Regions from separate parts of the Gossypium hirsutum genome. Here region 1 is linked to region 2. A link is a contact called in public Hi-C data. All regions are on one chromosome and are shown on one strand. The core of a region is the stretch at or near the end of the contact, and the rest is flanking DNA. Distances in the headings are between cores, read along the strand shown.

The links. A called contact is a pair of places that touch in the nucleus more often than the background predicts.
Region 1: a contact with region 2 is called in a Hi-C map of leaf, with 3 times the contacts expected there. The contact joins the enhancer-like site here to the promoter of LOC107899912 in region 2. A contact is called at or near these places in 11 of 34 Hi-C or Micro-C datasets (cotyledon, fibers, hypocotyl and 1 more).

Annotation. Positions count from the first base shown.
Region 1 is chrD08:50,888,156-50,893,776 of Gossypium_hirsutum_v2.1, reverse strand. No RefSeq gene overlaps it. Among protein-coding and RNA genes, the nearest start is that of LOC107900891, 10 kb to the left of the region's middle. Within about 2 kb of position 3,211, at least 1 of the 9 cell types and tissues checked has an H3K27ac peak or open chromatin away from gene starts, as enhancers often do. A contact at or near this core is called in leaf, where this site is marked.
Region 2 is chrD08:50,852,424-50,857,951 of Gossypium_hirsutum_v2.1, reverse strand. LOC107899912 (60S ribosomal protein L28-1) reads right to left here and starts at 2,584. Exons shown (of 3, transcript XM_016825649.2): 1 at 2,437-2,584; 2 at 1,785-1,948; 3 at 888-1,181. The coding sequence starts at 2,584. The coding sequence ends at 1,041. It overlaps LOC121220650 (small nucleolar RNA R24), which reads right to left and starts at 1,522; the gene lies at 1,433-1,522. LOC107900894 (O-glucosyltransferase rumi homolog) reads right to left here. Exons shown (of 6, transcript XM_016826670.2): 4 at 5,341-5,405; 5 at 4,886-5,096; 6 at 4,351-4,804. The coding sequence ends at 4,451.

The DNA of each region.
Region 1 (5,621 bases), core at 1,962-4,461, 35 kb before region 2:
GTTCATACTTCTTGACCATAGCTTTTTATAAATATATATTATAACATGTAAATTATTTTTTATAATAAACTTTTTGGCCATAAATTTAGAATTTTTTTAGAATTTTTATAATAACATGTGAGCCACACGGGCTAGACATACAGCAATGTGCCAGCCCGTGTCGATTTCGCAATTCGCTTCCAAAATACATGAAAAAACACTATTTTTAGGCTTTCTGAGCATTCTAAGGTCTATAAATACAAAATAGAAAAAGAGCTATGGGAGCCATCGGAGAATATTGAAAAAAGCAACTCGAAGAATACCATTAGAGTTAACTTTGAAGTAGATTTTCATCAAGATCGAAGACCTTCTTTTAATTTCTTTTGAAGTTTTCATGAGTTTCTTTGTTTCTTGTGGTTTTCTTAAATTTGAGATGTTTTTATTTAGAATTATGAACTAATTCCCTAGATACCTAGGGAAGATACACCCTATGATGAATTCTATTATTTGATTTCTGTTTTACATGATAAATACTTGATTCTTATTCTCAATTATGTGTGCTCATTTCTTATTTTAGTTCTTGGATATTAATTCATGTTTAATGTGCTTAAATCAGAGGAGCAAAAGTCCCTGTTTAAGAGTAGATCTAGCATAATTGAGTGGAGTTGCATGTAGTCCTAGAAATAGGATGACATAAATCTACCGGATTAGAGCCAAATCTAATAGGGGAATCCATAAATCGAGTTAATGCGATAATAGGGGTTTTAATTAGAAAGAAAATTTAATTAATTAACCTAGAGTCAGTTGCTCTTACTCTCGAAAAAGATATTAGCATAATTTAGGGATTTCTACGGATCAAGACACCAAGTGAATAAATCGTTTAAATTCAGATTCATAATAATAGATGAAGTTTAGGCAGATTCTTTCTTGGGTATTGTCTCTCTCATTGGTTATTATTCGATTATTTTCCTGATTCATTCTTTGTTGCATTCTTAGTTAAATTAGTTTAGTAATTTTAGTTTAAAACCCATCACTCCAAATTGTCGGCTAAATAATAGAAAAACAATAATTACTAATACTTTTAGTCCTCGTGGATACGATATCTCTACTCACCATAACTATACTATTTATCGATAGGTGCACTTGCTTTTGTTGTATTTTTAGTTAGTTTCGTGATACATTAAAAATATAAGAAATTTTGTACATAAGCATCTCAAACAGTCATGCATATAATAATTCTTTACAATTTGTATAAAAATAATTTCTAAAATTGGATTTGAGTGTAATTACGTGTATAATTACTCAAATTCTCACCCTTCTCTTAAGAATTGGAAAATATAATTGAGACGCTCCAATTACACCAAATTCAATGAAACTTACCAATTACAATAATTACTCAAACATATTATTCTTGTATAATTACAAACAATTTTATTCATATCCAATTATTAAACCACTATTCAAAACACTACGGTAATTCCTAAAAATCTGTTACAATATTAGAATTAATACTCAGAAGTTTCAAATCTAATTAACAGCGCATGTGTTAGGTGGTTTGATCAAATTAGGTTCCATATTTTCATTATGTTCGGTTTGGTGAGAATTGAGAAATAAGAAAGAAGGATGGAAATGACTAACTCCTAACTTTATTTTATATATTATTAATAAATTTAAAAGTTTTTCATACATTTTGAAGTAGAAAAATAATAATTTATTGTTCTTCTTCCAAAATCAGGGCATTATTAGTTATGTTTGTTTTTAATCAAGGTAGATTAACAATTTATATATAAATTATTTATAGTAATAACCAAAATATGGTTTCACTATATGATTGAATAATAAAATTCAAAACAATGATAATTTAAACAAAATGTAAACAGTTTTGGGAAAAAAAACTGCACCAGATTATTTTATTTTAAAAAAATTAAATTACTTATTTTAATTTTATTAATAAATTAAATTTCTATAATAATTTTTTATTTATAATTTTAAATAATTAAATTGGTATATGATTATTTCGTAATATAAAATCTTTTGAGAGTTTAACAATATATATATATATATATATGTATTTGAAGATAAAAATGATTAATTATACATAAATAATTAAAGCAATTTACATAATTCTTTTATCTAATTAAACCAGAGCTTTATTTTATTGACTAAATTAATAGGTGACAAGTAGTTTATAAATAATTTCATTATTTATTTCATAATTCTTTTTCTTTTTCTTTCTCCCGGGGACATAAGTTTGTACTGTATGCATTTATATTAGTAAATTACCTTATAGATTCAAATTAATTCCCAAGAAGGACTAATTAATCCTTCAATTTAATTTACATTTGAATAAGTTGACTTAATTATTGGTGAAGTTATTGAGACATTTTTATATTCTTTTAAAAGTATAATTTAGAATGTCATCTCTCAACTTTACAAAATTGTGAAGCAAGTCTCTCTATTTTAATTTATCAAAATATGGTCCTCGTACTTTATAAAAATTAACAATTTAATCTAGTTATAGATAAACACACGAATTTGAACTACTGTTTTTACTAATTTATTGTATATAAATTGTTGAGTTTCTAATTTTTTTTTCATATAAATGGTTGAACTATTGATTTTCGGGTCAATAATTTAACGATAAAGATTTAATAAAGTTACCTAATTGAATTGACTTCTTAATATAAAATTATGACAAATTAAAGTAAAGGGATTAACTTCTTAGTTTTCATAGAATAGATGGATGACATTCATAATTTGAAAAAAAGAGTCTAATCATAAATTTCATTATTCTACTTTATGAAAATTGAGAAGTTAGTTTCTCTACTTTAATTTATCATAATTTAATTATTATACTTTATGAAAACATAGAAGTTACTCCATTTGTTGGTAAACACGGGAACTTAAATCATTGATTTTTGATAATTCGTTGAGTACAAAATGCTAACTTGCTAGCTTTTGCTAATTTATTATATATAAATTGTCGAATTACTAATTTATAGGTCAATAAAGTTTAACAATATTACTTAACTGGACTAATTTTTTAATATTCATAAAATATAGAAAAAATATTATAACAAAATAAAATAAAGAGACTAATTTTTCAATTTTTATAAAGTGGAAGGATAAATTTTAAAATTAGATAAAAAAGTTTGCACCATACAACGTGACAAACTGACAACGGACTTCTAATTAACCCATTAATTTCCCCCCAAAAGATCTCTTATCCCCTACCTTGCTTTCTTTGTCTTTTCTTTCCCCTAGAAAATTTGTAAGGAAAAAAAAAAAAGAAGAGATACCGACCAAACCAATTGTGACGCCAGGCTCCATCATCATTGAACAAAATGTATTTCCCAAACCTTTCTCTTTCAATTATCTTTTATAATACTGTTGTTAATGAAAAGGACGGGTGTCGAAACCACTTTTTTATATACTTTGGAAAATGAGGATCGAATTTAAAATAAAAGGGGAGTCGCCACCGACCTTTTATTAAGGTGCGATCGGTTCACCATTAAAAATAAATTTTAGGTCTGCGAGATTTGAGAAAATAGGTCCGGGAGTCGGTTACGTACGAGGAAGGGTTAGCACCCTCGTAACGCCCAAAATTAGTACCGAATTGAATGTTTAATGTCTTAATGTCGAAACTTTGAAAAGATTTTAAAATACTATCTTTGAAGTTTAAATTTGAGTAAACCAAATTGAATAATAAGACAGACTCATTGTGAAAAATAAATTGCTGCACTCAGTGAGTTAAGGTGCAACAATTCGATCTTTGGAATTAAATGTGTACCCTTTTTAAGAAAATCATGTATTCGAAGAAGGATATTCGATTATTTAAGTCAATCGGGAAGTCCGAACCCAATAAGTTAGGGGTCAATTTTCTCGAAATTCTTAAACATCGAACATTGCCTTTACTTTAAAATTGAGATAAAAAAATGTCGTATCCAGTAAGTTAGGATCCAACATTTTGAAATCTTAAGAATTTTATTGTAGAAACCATGAGGTTTTTTATTACCATAGAGATGTTTAATTACCCGAATTCATCAGAAAAATTGAAGCCCAGTAAGTTAGGGCACAATTCTCTCGTGAATTATGAATGTCGAGTATTATAACATCTAAAAGGGACTTCGAAACTTGAACCATATTAAACGCAAAATTTTAATGAAAGAAACTCAATGGAATAATGTTCAATATTAAGTAGTCATTTGTAAACAAAATGCAATCTAATGATCTACGACTAATTAACAAATACAAACAAATAATACAATACACCCAAGAGCAATTCCTACATCATATATATTATGTTAACATTTAAAAACTAATAAATTTAAAGTCCATCAAAACATTAAATAAATTAATGCACATGAAAATGTACAATTTTTTAAAATAGTTTAAGATGTATGAAAAAAGGGATTATAATTCAAATAAATTGAAAATAAATATTATATATAAGAATTTGAAATAAATCACAATTGTAGTTAAAAAGTTGTCAAATGGAATAATAATACCCGAATAAATAAAAAATATCACAATTAATTTAAAAAATAACATATATTTATTAATTTAAATAAATAATATTTATAAAAAAAGGGTAATGACATATAATACATAAAATGAAATAAATGAAATACACTAAGGAGTTTTTGGAATAAATTATGTATGTTTTAAGTATAAGTAGAAAATACAATAATAAAATCAATAATATACATTCATACGCAAGATAAACATATTTGATATAAATTATATATACATATGTATATAAAATAGGATTATACTCAAAAGTATATGAATAAACATTTAAAAACGTATTATGAAATATATAAATAATAATTAACATCAAATATGTGCTAATCTATTAGAATATAAAAATAAAATAACAATGTGTAATGAAATAAAATAATGTATGTGCGTATATATGTAAAAATAAGCAACTATGTATGTCAAGAAAATATTAATAACAATAATAACAATAGTAAAATAACAAATTAAATGATCCTTAGCAATAATAATAAACAGAGGACGAAATTGTTAATAAAGCAGTAATGTAGGGGATAAATCTAAAACAAATAAAAGAATGGGTCCAAATCGCAAAGCGCGAATGACATGGGGGACCAAAAGGGGAATATTCCCCACCCTCCAAAACGCGGCGTTGAACGCTGGACCAAAATGAAATAAAAACAGAATATGAGACCAAATAAAAAAAAAAGAAAACACTTGAGTCGAAAGCACTAGAAAAGGGAAGGGGTTGGACGCGCAAATATCCCTCCCTACGCGAGAACACGCGGATCTAGCCGCGTCTGGGTCGGGTCATCGGGTCACGGCTTAAACGGAACCGTTTCAGGGCCATTGAATCCGGCCCGAACAGTGTCGTTTCACGAGTTCCCATTTAACCCACACTAAAGGTATATTACCCTAAGCAGAAAAGAAAATAAACCTAAAGAAAATAAACCTCTCCACTCAAACGGCGCGCCGCTTCATTCAGCACCCTGCCTCCAGCCCAGACTCCGATTGCGGCGGAGTGAGCTGAGATGCGATGCTCCCACCTCCAAGGTAAGTATTCCCTCTCCTTTTCTCTCTCACCCCCTTTCTTACAATAATAAAAAACGAATCTCCCTAAAAAATCGAGAATATCACTGAAAAAA
Region 2 (5,528 bases), core at 1,335-3,834:
GTATTGTTGTGTTTGGTTGAATGGAATGATGTTGTAATAGCATAAAGAAAAAAACTAAAATGACTAGAATACCCCTTAGCAGAATTTTTTTTAGGTAGATGATTATTTTAATAAGATTATTAATATAAATAATAAATAATTTAATCATATTTTAACATAATTATTATTAAATATAATTTAATAAAAATATATAATTTAATAAAATTCTTAATATTAAATATTCTTATATGAATTTAATAAAATCATAATATATAATACTATATAATATAATTTAAAATAATTATTATTAAATATAATTTAATAAAATTCTTAATATTAAATATTCTTAAATGAATTTACTAAAATTATAATATATAATACTATAAAATATAATTTAAAATAATTATTATTAAAAATATAATATTAAATATTCTTATATGAATTTACTAAAATCATAATATATAATACTATAAAATATATAATACTATAATATATAATACTAGAAAGATCAATGATGAATGTTCAAGTTTCCATTAATCAATCAATTCATGATTGTTTTGGTTTCGAGAACTTCCTTGCCCTGGTTCTTTATTTTCGTTCTTTGTTTCACTTGATCCTAACATTAGCATTCTACTTTCTGGTTTTGGGGTCAACCATTTTCAATCTCCACCTTAAAATAATCTGACAAATTCCAAGGAAGAAAAGTCTAAATAATAAAATCGACATCTGAAATTATATATTTTATCCCAGTTATTATGCATCATCCTTTTGTTATATACTTCACAATCAACAGACACTTGCAAAGTTCCACTGCTGCAGGATTATCTTGGAAAGGGGATAATAGTTGGCTATAAAATTGCGATGGCAGAAGCAAATGTCTCAATATCAGGGGGGAAATAAAGGGTAAATAGCTCCAAATCTCTGTTGTTTCAAAATCTATCTAGATATAAAATTCAACAACTCAGTTCAAACCATGAAAAATAAGACAAATTCAAAAAAGGGGTAAAAAAATGTTTGGGGCAATGAAAATAGCAGAGCTCATACAACCTGAAAGGTCTAGCTCACTTCCTGCCACGAACCTTCAATGCTTGCCTATTCCTCTTCTTGAAACTAGACTTGGCTACCTTTAGACTCCTGTGCACAGTACTCAACCTTGCAAGGGCTGCTTTTGTTAAATCTGGCATGTAGTAGTTGTATGTCACCTGAAATGTTGGAGAATCAACTTAATTATAAAAGCAGACTAGAAAAGCACCTAAAACTAGATTATCTGAATATCTGTATATCATAGAAAGATACATTAACAAAATCTCAGAATATCATTGAAAATCTATAGTACTAACAGCACAAAAACAGTGCACACTTGGCAAGTTCACACACTAAAATTCAGCATAAATATACACATTATTGCCCAAAGCTAGCAATATAAGCATTGAAATGACATTTTATAACATTCAAAGCTCAGAAGCCAAGCGTAACAAGTAAATTTCATAGAAGAACCCAACAAATAAATCCTTCTTACATGTTATTGCTTCATCACTGCAAGATCTTCCAGGAAAATTTATGCTTGAATGGCAAGTAACTACACCTTTAGAAAAATCATTATTTAACCAAGAAATCCAACAAATTTTACTAGTTCATAGACTACACATTAAATATAAAAACCCAACATAAAAAAAGGCTTCCAACATGATCTTAGACAAACAATTTCTTTCCACACACAAGACAACCTAATTATTAGCAAATTACCAATAGCAAACCCAATAAAAGAGTAGAGAAATGAGTTTCAGAAAACACTAACTATTTACCTGGTTTTTGACTGCCTTGGCCATCCTGGGGAACTCCTTTTTCATGAGTGACTTGTGAAGCAAGGCCGAAGGCTTGTTCTGCTTCTTAGTCTTGGTGGTTGCTAGCAGCACAGACTGGTCTTTGCCCCCACTTTGAATGGTGACTGTTTTCTTGTTTGCCAACCCTAAAATTACAGAGTAACTCAATTAAAAAACAAAACGTACAAAAATGTGCAGAACATGAGAAACGGAGGGGATTAAATACAATATATTAGACAAACATCATAGCTTGTTAGTCATAAATTATATCTTCTCCGATTTTGACCATTCGGAAGATAAAAATAATAATTTTATTCTACATTTCGTTAGATTTCTAAATCAATTAGGATTCCCCAGAAAATCCTAGAATTTACTTAGATTAAGTTAAAATCCATTCAATTTTTCAAGAAACTAGATCCAATTCTAAGAAATACCCAATATTTCCCTTCGCGTTTCCTCGATAACTACGAATTCATATATAAATAAGCTGCTGCTGCACATGCAGAAAATACCATTTCTGCCTCACTTCTAAAGAAACGAAAAAGAAATGAAACAGAAAATAAAACTTCAAATCAAATATCCTCAAATGAAAAATAATAGTAAAAAAAATGAAACTTTTGGATCAAAAGAATACCAGAGTGTTTGTAGGAGTGTAGGTTGTAGAGATTGTTGGGCTCTTTGCTGAACTGAAGGCTAGCAGTTCCTCTTCCAAACTGCCTCACCAAAAAGCAATTGTTCTTCTTCACTACCTCCCAAATCAATTGTCCGGGTGCCGATACAAAAAATCAAAGAAAATACCAAAAAAAAAGATAGAGCATATAACCTGGAGGTGGCATTCGGGTTGGGAGGGTAAAACAGGGCTTAGAAATCAAGAGGATTAAACGGAAAGCTAAACTGAGCTTTTGGAAGGGAATAGAAATCAGAGAATTTTGGGAATAGAAGCGTAATGTAATAAGCCCGTAATAGGGCATTACACCCAACCAAATCGGAATAGGTGGGGCCCACAGAATAGGGCTGTAATGGCATAGCCATTACACCCAACCAAACGTTACCAAGTCTTTTCTTTTCGGAGCCAATCTTAGACATGCAGTTTCTCATTATCACACTTCTCATAGTAATCGAATAACCTAAAGAAGTGAATAGAACAATACAACATGTATTTTCTCATTATCACACTTCTTTTTTTTTAATCAATCAACTGTGGATCATCTCATACATATATTTATCAAACTTATAATATAACATAATATAATTATTATAAACAATTATAAAATAGATATATATAAGAAGATGGGTAATTAAAATAAAATTGGCAGCCAAGGTTTCTATAGTTCTATTTTTAGAAAATAAATGAAAAACAAAAATTACACCGTCCACAATGTGATACAACTAATATAGAATATCAATATTTTAGGTAATTAATCTCGTAAGAATTAGTTATACAATGTGATACAACTAATCACAAACCTAGATTGATTTCCTATAGTATTAAACAAAAAAAAGTCATAGACCCGAGATAAGAAAATGGATTGTAAATACTAAGGTTTGAATTTGAACTTAAGTATTAACCTTTAAAAATGATTATATGAATTAATTGGATCAAATCCTAAATTTATTTTTTATACTAAGCTCCGAAAACTCAAGGTTATCTTATATTTCTCCTTTAAGAATTCCCTTTGCTTTTTCTGTTTGAATTATAGTCCAACATTTATGGAAGATTATAGCTTTTATTAGGCTCACTATTATATATATAATTATATATATATCACAAGTATATGTTAGGAACTCTCTAACTACATTCAAGCTTAGCTTCGAGCTAACAAACGAATTTGTAAATATTGAGGTTTGAAGTCTGGTACACCCTTTACGAATTTGGACACGTGGCAATATAACTAGCAGCTTGAGGAGCATTCGCAAGCAACTCTCTGCTCTCCATTGCCGGGTTAGTCATCGGATTACCAGCGCCTTGAAAAGTCTACCTCCATTCAATCTCTTGACCCATCCAGAAGGGTTTTGGCCACCGAGTTACTAGTCCTTGTGAATAGACTACCCATTACCTTTAGAAGAGTATTGTCCATCTGTCTTTGTGAACATGCCACTCGTGTCCCATGGCACCCCAACTTTTCTAGTGTGAACACTCCCTCCACTATGGACATGCCCTTTAGGCCATCAAACCTTACCTGAACGTAACAATCTTGTCTGGATAATTCGGCCTTTAGAACCCCACATTATCCTCCTTATCTCCTTCCTTACTGATCCTCTCATAAAAAATCATATTTATAAGATGGCAGTTTTTAAAAAAAAGAATATAAACTCGAGAATATCTTATATATCTCAAGTACATATATATTAGGAGTTGGCTTTGTTTTTTAGTTTTCGCTATTATGTGTCCTGAATTGTAGTCCAACATTATGGAAGATTTTGTATTTTTTATTATACTATGTAAATTACTTTATCACCTATGTATTTAATTTTGTTAAACCAAGTTGTGAATTTTTATATTATATAAGAGATGTGCCAGTGTGATTATTGCTCTATTCAACTGGAAAAAAAAAAGGTTTGGATGTTTTAATTAATAAAGAAAATCCTAAAACTATTGCATATATGACCACCTTTTGAGGTCCAAAAGTTAGGCATTTTCATTGCTTTTAATATTGACTAAGCCAATATTGGTCTTCCCACATCTCCACTTGCCTCGTTGAATTAGCCTTTGTTTCTAGAAAGTCTCGCAGCTCTTGGGGTTCATAAGGTGGAGGCATACGGCATGCGGTTACATCGCTAGCAGACATCACCAAGGATTCTACCATAAACTTCTTCCACGTACCGGTTGTCGGGCAAGCCATTGTTTCCGAACACAGCTCGACTGCTCCCGGAGGAACTGTCGGTTCGAATTTCAAGAGCTTGGCGTATTCATTTAGCAAATGAAACATGTAATCATACACATTGTCCATCTTTAGATCCTCATGTATGAATTTCCCAGCAGCCTCCCCAATTGCCTGTGCCTAAACAAATTTTAAAAATGAAAAAAAAAATGAACTCCCATTTTCTTGATATATATACAAAGTTTTAGAATAAAGAAATACTTTTTGAGGATGAAGGTTGCCCCATTCCACTGCAAATTTGAGAGATTTACATTTGGTGTTTTCACTAATGGGCCAATAATGCTGCAGTGGTAGCATGCCTCTGATGAAGAAGTCGTAGAAACGAGACCTTACATATAAGGTCATTGAATCACAAGCTAGGATATATTTTTCGCTTACAGACCACGCCCATCCTTCCGTATATATCTTATATCTGTAGCATTTAATTGAAATCAGAAAGAATATAAAACATAATGAAATTGAATCGAATTCATCTATTTTTATAACTTTTAAAAATACAAAATTTTATATACTAATTTTAAGTTGTTTTTACTAAATTAAAGATAAAATATTTATTTTCACTAAATACATTCAAATAATAATAGAATCAAACCAAAACTAAAGTAAACATACCGTTTGATTTTATTTTCAATTTTCTCCATTTCTTTAATGATTACCTGTGGCTGCATTGGTCCTCTACATTTGAGTGCTTGAACCCTTGTTTAGATTCTCGGTCCCAATCCTGGAATAAAACATATAACAAATTTACAATACAAGGACTGTATATTGGATACCTACAATCTTTGACTTTTCAAAGATGAATAGTGGCAGAAAGTTGGCACCGAAAGGCACCGAAAGTAGAAAG